2 separate regions of the Mus musculus genome follow, and region 1 is linked to region 2. The links are chromatin contacts, called in public HiChIP or PLAC-seq maps. All regions are on one chromosome and are shown on one strand. The core of a region is the stretch at or near the end of the contact, and the rest is flanking DNA. Distances in the headings are between cores, read along the strand shown.

Region 1 (4,248 bases), core at 1,156-3,655, 570 kb before region 2:
GTTTATGGAGATTATTTTGCTTTCCAGAACATTTAACAATTGTTCACAGACACATAGCGCCCCAAGAATACTATTCTCTGAGACATAGATATATCCCCTATGGTCCTATATTGTCCTGCTATAGAAGCTACTCACTCCTGCTTGGTGGGAGAAGGAAAGCCAGGCCCAGGGTCACAACCCCCAGAGCCAGACCTACAGCCCTAAAGCAGGATTTAAAAGCCCTTGTTTTTCCAAGGACTCAAATTACTACTTGGAATCCAGACTTCCTTAACCCTTTCAGGCCTACTCTAACTGCTCTAAGCCCTTGTTGGTTCTCCTCTCTCGGCTCACCGTCCCCTCAGACATGTGTGTCTCCCTAGTGTCTGGAGACAGCGTGCTGCTCAGGACTGAGACATGGCTCCCCAAGACAGAGCCCAGGAGTGACCCTACGCTGCCCACCACAGCAGTGTGACCTTGACTCAAACAAAATGCTCATCAACTTCACAGTTCTGAGAGCCCCAAAGGACTCTCAGAAATGCTGCTGTGACCTGTGAGAAACTCAAGAAAGCTGTGTTTGGGAGGAAGCGCGTAGTTACCAAAAACCAGTGTCCAAAAGTCCAAAGTCCCAAGAACTGCAAGTTTCTTAAAGGGACCAGCTCTCATCTGAGGGGACCCCAGTGCCTGCAAGACCATGTGCCTAGTTATAGTTATAGCAGAGCCATGTCATAAGCTCCTGGACAAGTTCCAAACAAAGCCCTTTTCCCGCCTCTGTCTCCTGGGATGTGCAGCCGCTCAGGGATCCCGGGCTTTTAGAATCATCTAGAAAACGTTACATACAGATTTGGATAGCCTGACCCCTGGGGTTGCAAAGCACCCTCTAGGGGGTCTCTTACCAGAATGGGACAACAGCCTGTGCCTGCCACCCCTCTGGGTGCTGAAATGGGGTGTCTGTGTGTGTCTCTGTGTGTCTCTCTGTGTGTTTGTGTGTGTGATATATGTGTGTATATCTGTGAATATGTGTATGTGTGTGTATGTCTAAGTATGTTTGTGTTTCTGTGTGTCTCTGTATGTGTCTGGTGTGTATGTGTGTGTCTGAGTGTCTGTGTGTGTCTCTCTGTGTGTTTGTGTGTATATATCTGTGTGCATGTCTGTGTGTGTATGTCTGAGTGTGTCTATGCATATGTGTGTCTATGCATGTGTCTGTCTGTGTTTCTGTGTGTGTATCTGTGTGTCTGGTGTGTGTGTGTGTGTGTGTGTGTGTGTGTGTGTGTGTGTGTGTGTTTATTCTTACCTGGGCACCCTGGGAAGGACAAGAGTGTGATCAGACCCTCCACAAAGCTATCAACAGCACACATTCCATTTCCTCAGGAAACAGAGGTTTCTAACACCCACCTCCCTCTTCTCAGCTGCCTGTTTGGCACTGTGAACATCTGACCCTGTCCAGCACCACGTGAGCAGAGTTCAGTGGATGCAAGTTATGGAGAAGCAATGGGTTCCCTTTATGGTGACTACATCCCATCCTCTATCAAATAAAACCAGGAGGGCTACTGGGGCCCCTGTAGAGACCTATACTCTTCAAGATCCTTATGATAGAATCTAGGATATTGTTTATGCCACATTACTAGAACCAAAGTCAAATCTTGGCTCTGTAGCCTTGCTGTTAACTTGTATGTATATGTATATGTATATGATGTATATGTATATGTATATGTATATGATGTATATGTATATCATGTATATGTATGTGTATGTATATATGTGTATATGTGTATATGTGTATACGTGTATACGTGTATATGTGTATATGTGTATATGTGTATATGTGTATATATGTATATATATACTAGAGCCAATATATACTAGAACATATATACATATATATATATATACACACACACATATGTGCATTGCTGCTCACCTTCTCAGAGACATAGATGTCCTTATCTAACAAATAATAATGGTGATGGAAATATTTTCATGGCAACCTTAATAAGATAACAAGAGCTTGTAGGTAGTGACTATATGGAACTGAACTGGGTGACCCCTCCCATACCCCACCCTCCCACCTACCCTCCCCTCAACCCCAAGAGTTCATGTTGTGGTGAATGTGGGTATGCACCCAAACTCATGGGGAAACCGTATGCAGGTACTGTTCAAACTTCTCAGGTTTGGCCAGGGATCTGACACTTCTGATTCCATCCAAGTCTGAACGAAGATCATTACTGTTATGTTTTTTTTTTTTTTTAAAGCAACGGGCTGGCTAGTCTGTCAAGGATATGTCCCATCAAGACATATGTTCCTGCAGGCTAGTTGCAGAGGATGCCAGAGCCTCCCTGCTTCTCAGGTTTTCTTCCCTGCCCTGCCACACCAGGGTGGCTCTGAGCAAGGTAAATATTTAATCAAGCATCTTGCATAACTATCACCGATTCAACTGTTCTGGGAGCCGTGGAGCAACAAGCTGGCACCTGCTTAAGTGGTCCGGCTCCTGGAGGCACTGTTGTTGCCAGCATGGGGAGTCTGTTGGCCACCAGTGGCTGATAGGTAGCAGAACTCTCTGGTCTGTTAATTGTCTTGGAAGCAAACCCGGGAGTAGAGAGAAAGAGAAAGGGCCTGTAATTAAAGCTTCCCTTGGGCAGAATTTTCTAGCAAGGGCAGTTGGCAACAAGCTCTCTGAGCTGGGCCTGGGGCTTTACAGATTCTGGCGACAGCCAGAGAAGAGGCTATTGTTGTCGCTCAGAAAGGGAGTCTCAGAGCAGTTAAGTGATTCACTCCAATTCCACAGCCACTTGGTGTCAGAACCAAGGGATGCAATCAGAGTCGGGAAATGCATCTGCCTTCTGACAAAGGCAAGCGGGACCACTCTCAGGTAACCCCGGAGCCCTGACAGCAGCCTTGCTCAGTACTGAGCTCAGGACACAAGGCTACAGGCATGAGCCGCTGGAGCAGGCTGGCACTGCAGAGATGCTTCATATGCTCGGCCTCATTCTGGTGCTTTGCAGTGGGAGTTTCTTCCTGTCTCATTTCAAGCTGTGTATTTATTAAGACCCAAGGGTCAGGCCTGGTAGCATATCCCTGTAATCCCAGCCCTTGGGAGGCGGAAGCAGGAGGATCACAAGTTCGAGGCCAGCTGAGCCTATGTCACAAGTTCTAGGTCAGCCAGATCTACCTATTGAGAGCCTGTCTCTAAAACCAACAGAAGGAGCAAGAACCAAGAGGCAGACGAAAACAGAGCAGTGTAGGGTGAGGGGCTCTGCTGCCTCTGAAGAGAGAAAACTTTGCCTTCCCATGATCCTACCCAGCTGGCCATCTTCCTCTGTTCTCTGACCTTGACCAGCTCCGAGCTCAGCACAGCCAACCTTTCCACCCTGTGTGCCCTGGGGTATCCTGATCCCTTGCAAGCCCTTCAACCATGTTTCCATCTAACAGTTCCCATCAAAGGTGAAGTGACCTGTTCAGAGGCTTTCCAGTTCCGGCCCCTCTCTTCTCTCCACACCTCCTGACAAGGCTGCATGTTTACATGTAAGGGCTTCTGTGACCCTCAGGCCCTCGAAGAGGTTCAGCTCTACTTTTCTAGGATGCACCCATGATGCACACAGAGGGCACACTCCCAAAGCCAGTCGGATAGCTGAGGGACCAGAGAGAGCCTGGAAGCGTTGTACACCAATTCCACAGTCTGTGAGTTCTGCATGTTTAATCCCATCCTTTGCAATCAAACCTCCTCTGTGGCAGGGTTTCCTCTGATGGCAGTAGGAAAGGCTGCCTTGTAGAGCACTCCTTAGGAACAACCAAGCCCTCAGGGACTCCAGTGTTCACCAGCTCTTGAGAAAATGGCAATCAGGACCAGAATTGAGAACTGTCCCCAAGTCTCCAGGAAGGTTGCTCTAACGAACAATTGAGACAATTCATCTCACTTTTAAAGAACCACTTTACCCCAGAAGTATTCATTGAGCAGCTACAAAGAGCTAGTGACAGCGTGAGTTCTTTGTTTCTTCTCTCTTGGTTTCTTCATTATAGGAAGCAGAATAATGCCCCTCACCCACAGATGAGATCAGGCATGTTCAGGGTAGTACAGTCATAGACTCCCCACCCCTTCCACCACAAAGATGCCAATATACCCACCCCAGGAACCAGAGAGCATGCTATCTTACATGGTAGAAGGGACATGGCAGATATGACTCAATTAAACACCTTCAGGTGGAAAGAGTTTCCTGGGTTATCTGGTAGACCTACAGCAAGCATATGGAGTTTTAAGACATGTGATGAAAGAAG
Region 2 (4,235 bases), core at 943-3,442:
TCATGCTTTAGACCCTGCCCCCAAAAGATGATTATTTTTGGTTTTAATAATCTCGGCCAGATTGCCTTCCTGAAATTTAAAGCGGCTCTCATTTAAATTTAGAAGAATATCCCGAACTTTAAGTTACAAGACTGATTTGCATTTTGAGAGTCTGAAGCAACGCACTGTGCTTAGCTCTGGCCTCAAAGCTCCTGTTTAGGGAACACTGGAGACTGGGGGGCACTTGCCCGGCACCTAGCAGGAATAACTGTGGCCAGAGAGATCAGCCATGAAAGATTCCCAGTTGTGCAATGTGTGTGTGTGTGTGTGTGTGTGTTATTTCATACATGCTTGAATGTAGAAAACCTTAAGGAGAACCTCTCGTTTCCCAAGACACAGCAAGTCAACCGGAGCACCTCCTATGTCCTGAATGTTTTATGGTCTGCAAAGCAACTCCTCATAAATTTTCTAGTTTGACTCCCATAAAAGATCCACAAGGCGAAATGATCTGTATAAGCCTTCTCTGAGAAAGGGGATACCAGTCCTCAGAGAGGCCCTGGTTTGCTTGAGCGCCCACAGTAAGCAGCAGGGCTGGGCTTGGCTTGCGGGTACATGGGCTCTGGACTTGGGGGTGGGGTGGGTGCGCTAGACTCGCCATGTGACAACTAAGGCGAAGGGAAACCCCACAGGACTTGGTCAAACCCAGCAACTCAGTGTAAGTCTGGGAAGAATGTTTCTGAATCCCTAAAGCTATCTAGCTTCAAAGTCCTTGCCTCGCAAGGCTGGAGAGATGGCTCATCGGTTAATATGCCTGGTCTTATAGAGGACCTGGATTGGGTTCTCTGAAGCCTCGCGGCAAATCACAACCATCAGATGCCCTCTTCTGGCCTCTACCGGTACTGCATGCACACAATACGCAACCATATACGCAGACAGCCGTACACATTTATGTAATAACAGCCCACAGGAAAGACAAGGAGACATGACTACCACCAAGGAAGGTAAGGTTGAGAGGTTGGTGCCACTCAGAGCTACAGCCATTTGGCCACATCACAACGTGTACTCCTTGATTTCCAGGGACTTGAAAGGGTGTGTTCATCAGAGATCCTGATATGGCCAAGGGATGGCACACAGGTCTGTGGCCCAGGGCTTCCTGAGGTGTGGACTTGCAAGGCCTCCAGCCTGATGCCCTTCTTGTCAAGAAAGAACACATCGGTGGGGCAGAGGACGGACGTCTGTAAACACCACTCCCTCCCTGCAACAGATGGTGTTTATGAATGTTCTTTTGACTACATGAAGCGACTACTGAGGGCTGCAGATAACACGGTGAGGTTGCTGGCAGACACTGGCTGCTTCAAACTCAATTAGGCAATAGGCTTCCTGGTTATATATGTTGATAATGGTTATCTCGTGTTCATCTGTATTTTATGTCACGGGCAGAGTTCATTCTCAAGTTCGGAGTTGTCTCTGCCAGGAAGACACCATTGGCCAAATGCATTCATCTATGTTTCAGTAATGCAACAGCAGAGGAAAGAATTGCACAAACCCTCCAGATACAAGCAGCCGGGCATATGCTCTGGAGAGGAGGACCCCCTGGGGTGTGCTCCGTTACAATGTGGAGTACACCAGCAAAGAAAAGATTACGTAGAACCAGGGAGGGAGAGAGGAGAGAGGAGAGAGAGAGAGGAAGAATGAAAGGGAAGTAAAGAGGGAGGGGAGAGAGACAGAGAGGGAGAAGGAGAAAGAGTAGGGTGAAGGAGAAAGGAGAGGTGCCCATAATCCCTTTCGACTATGAGCCAAATCCTTCCGCTAGGCTCTACTTCCGGCATGGCCCACTACCTGCAGGTACCACCAGCCTGGCATCTGAGGAGGGATAAACAGCATCCAGCCCTTCAGCAGCTGACCCCTGCAGCAGCTGACCCCTGCAGCAGCTGACCCCTGCAGCAGCTGACCCCTGCAGGTCTGCTGTCTCCTCCCACCCTGCCCTTGAAGCTTGCCGCTGGGAACCCAGCCCACGGGCTAGGAGAGCCACTGAGGAGTGCACCGAAGAGGCAGCCTACTCACGGGGTCTGAGCCCCACTCCCTTAACAGCCAGTGGCAAGAACAGTGCTTAGTCTTCTGCAGGCCCGTGGGGCCAAGGTGAAATGTGTACAGAAACGGCATCCACCCCCTGCCAACAGTAGTCTCATCGTTGGATGCTTTCCAAATTATGCAAACATGACACAACTGGTTATAACAGTGGGAAAAGCTCGATATGCACAAGGGAAAGACTGGCTATGACCTCTCCCAGCCCTGCCTGCCGGACTCTCTGAAGCTCACACACAGTCCCTCTGTCACACTCCTCGTTGGAAACTGCAGGACAACATGCACACGTATGACACTTGAGGTCCCTTTCTTCCTGCCAAACATGCGGTTCTGAAATTAGAGGTCTCATCTCATGTCACATAGAGCAAGCATTCCTGTAAATTCATGTGTGTAAATCTTAGTCCAAGTTCCTTGATTTCTTTATAAACTCCTGCACGCCCATATGAAAGCGATGCCTCCACTAACCCTAGTCTCCCTGCCTGGGTCCTATAAACGTACGCGCCTCCATGTTCATATAATCATTACATGCAGCATGGGCTGAGAGGTGGCTCAGTAATGAAGGACGTGGATTGCTCTTGCAGGGGACTCAGCTCTGTATTCTGGCACCCACAGGGCAATTCACATCCACCTGTAACTTCAGCTCCAGGGGATCTTATGCCCTCTTCTGGCCTCTGCAGGGACTGCACACAAGTAATACACATATTTACCTGCCGGTAAAACACTCATATACCTAAAAATATAAATCTGAAATATTGCAAAGCCCACGTTCATAATTTCTTTAAAAATTTGAACAATATACATACTTTTCCCACTCAATAAAGGCTCATGCAGTCACCTATATCCTGAGTGATTTGGTGTGTTTAATGATCTGGTGATGTTTTATGGGGTAGAGACTGGTTCACACCCCCAGCTCTGCAGGGAAAGCCCCGGCTGCTGATGTGTGGGCCTTACAGATCCCTGATATGGCTTCCTCCACGTTCCTAACATGTTGGTTGGGCACAGGGGAGCAGGAAGGAATGTATACCCCATCTCCAGAAGACTAATGGGAAGAAACTGCAGAGACTCCAGCTCCCCTCTGTTCCTGGGTTTTCCTTCCCCGAGACAACGATTTGGTATATTAAAGTCCTTGGTAGCTGTATTCTGCAAGCCCATTCTTTCTAAATGTGCTGGAGTCCCCGAGAGTGTGACTGTTGGTTCACTTAAAGAAGTAGATTTTTTAAAAAAGAACCTAAATGAGTTTGCTACTAGATTGTTTCCCAAATGGCTTTCCTGAAAAGCGTCTACAGCATTTTGCTGTTTGTACTCTGTGAAGGTGTGATTGCCAGGGGACTCTGGCTGTCACTGTTACTCTCCTTTCACGATTTAAGTCAGTGGGATGGGCTTAGAGTGGGATGTTGCTGGCAGTTGTTGGATTCTGTCAATCTGACCTCAGTAATTTGAACAGTGTCTCCTGGCTTAGCCTTGGGAGTTGGCAGTTTAGCACATAGCCTGGACCCATGTCACCATGAGGAGGGGCTGAAGTGTGGTCAGTGACAGGGCAGGGGACAGATGGCCTGCAGCAGGCTCTGGATTTGATCCTGGAACTCTCGATTCCCACAGAGGATTAGAATCCTGGTTCTGACAGTTACTGGTCAGATGAACTCTGCACTTTAGTCTCTCCACAGGTAAAATACAAGGAAAGATCAGACTTCATAGGCAGTTGAAAATTGCATGTGTTGTTGGACCTGAATCCCGTAGAGCTGGGCATGCGGAAAGCATAGAAAAGTTTGACTTATTTATGGCCATACCTCACTTAACGCACCCGATCTCATCTGATCTCACAAGCTAAGCAGGGTCAGATCTGGTTTGTAATTGGATGGGAGACAAGCACAGCTGTTGGTAGCTTTTATGCATTTTAGCCTTGGCTCGTCTGGCTTGTTGATTTGTAAGGGCTCTTTACTAGTCCTTAAGTCTGTGGCTATTTATGTCAAATACATCTTTCTAGATTAGTTATCCCCCATCAATCTCTTCTATGATGTGTTTTGCTATTTTAAATCTTACCGTAGGAAATGGTGTCTCTTAGACAGGAAGGACTTGTGCTCCGTGAACTCAGAGCAGCCATGGCTGTCTGTGAGGACCTGCACAGGTCTTCAAGCCCATGAACATTCCAGTAGAGAAGGGGAAGAGATTTA

The links. HiChIP or PLAC-seq counts read pairs in DNA pulled down with a chosen protein or histone mark.
Region 1: a contact with region 2 is called in an H3K27ac HiChIP or PLAC-seq map of hepatocytes, with 4 times the contacts expected there. The contact joins two enhancer-like sites. A contact is called at or near these places in 1 of 39 promoter capture datasets (the C10 cell line), 1 of 15 datasets of contacts at CTCF or cohesin (large pre-B cells), 1 of 484 Hi-C or Micro-C datasets (liver) and 1 of 115 datasets of contacts at active chromatin or transcription factors (hepatocytes).

Annotation. Positions count from the first base shown.
Region 1 is chr5:149,327,943-149,332,190 of GRCm38.p6, reverse strand. No RefSeq gene overlaps it. Among named protein-coding and RNA genes, the nearest start is that of Gm35620, 7.5 kb to the right of the region's middle. Within about 2 kb of position 2,405, at least 49 of the 459 cell types and tissues checked have an H3K27ac peak or open chromatin away from gene starts, as enhancers often do. A contact at or near this core is called in hepatocytes, where this site is marked.
Region 2 is chr5:148,753,043-148,757,277 of GRCm38.p6, reverse strand. No RefSeq gene overlaps it. Among named protein-coding and RNA genes, the nearest start is that of 2210417A02Rik, 13 kb to the right of the region's middle. Within about 2 kb of position 2,192, at least 18 of the 459 cell types and tissues checked have an H3K27ac peak or open chromatin away from gene starts, as enhancers often do. A contact at or near this core is called in hepatocytes, where this site is marked.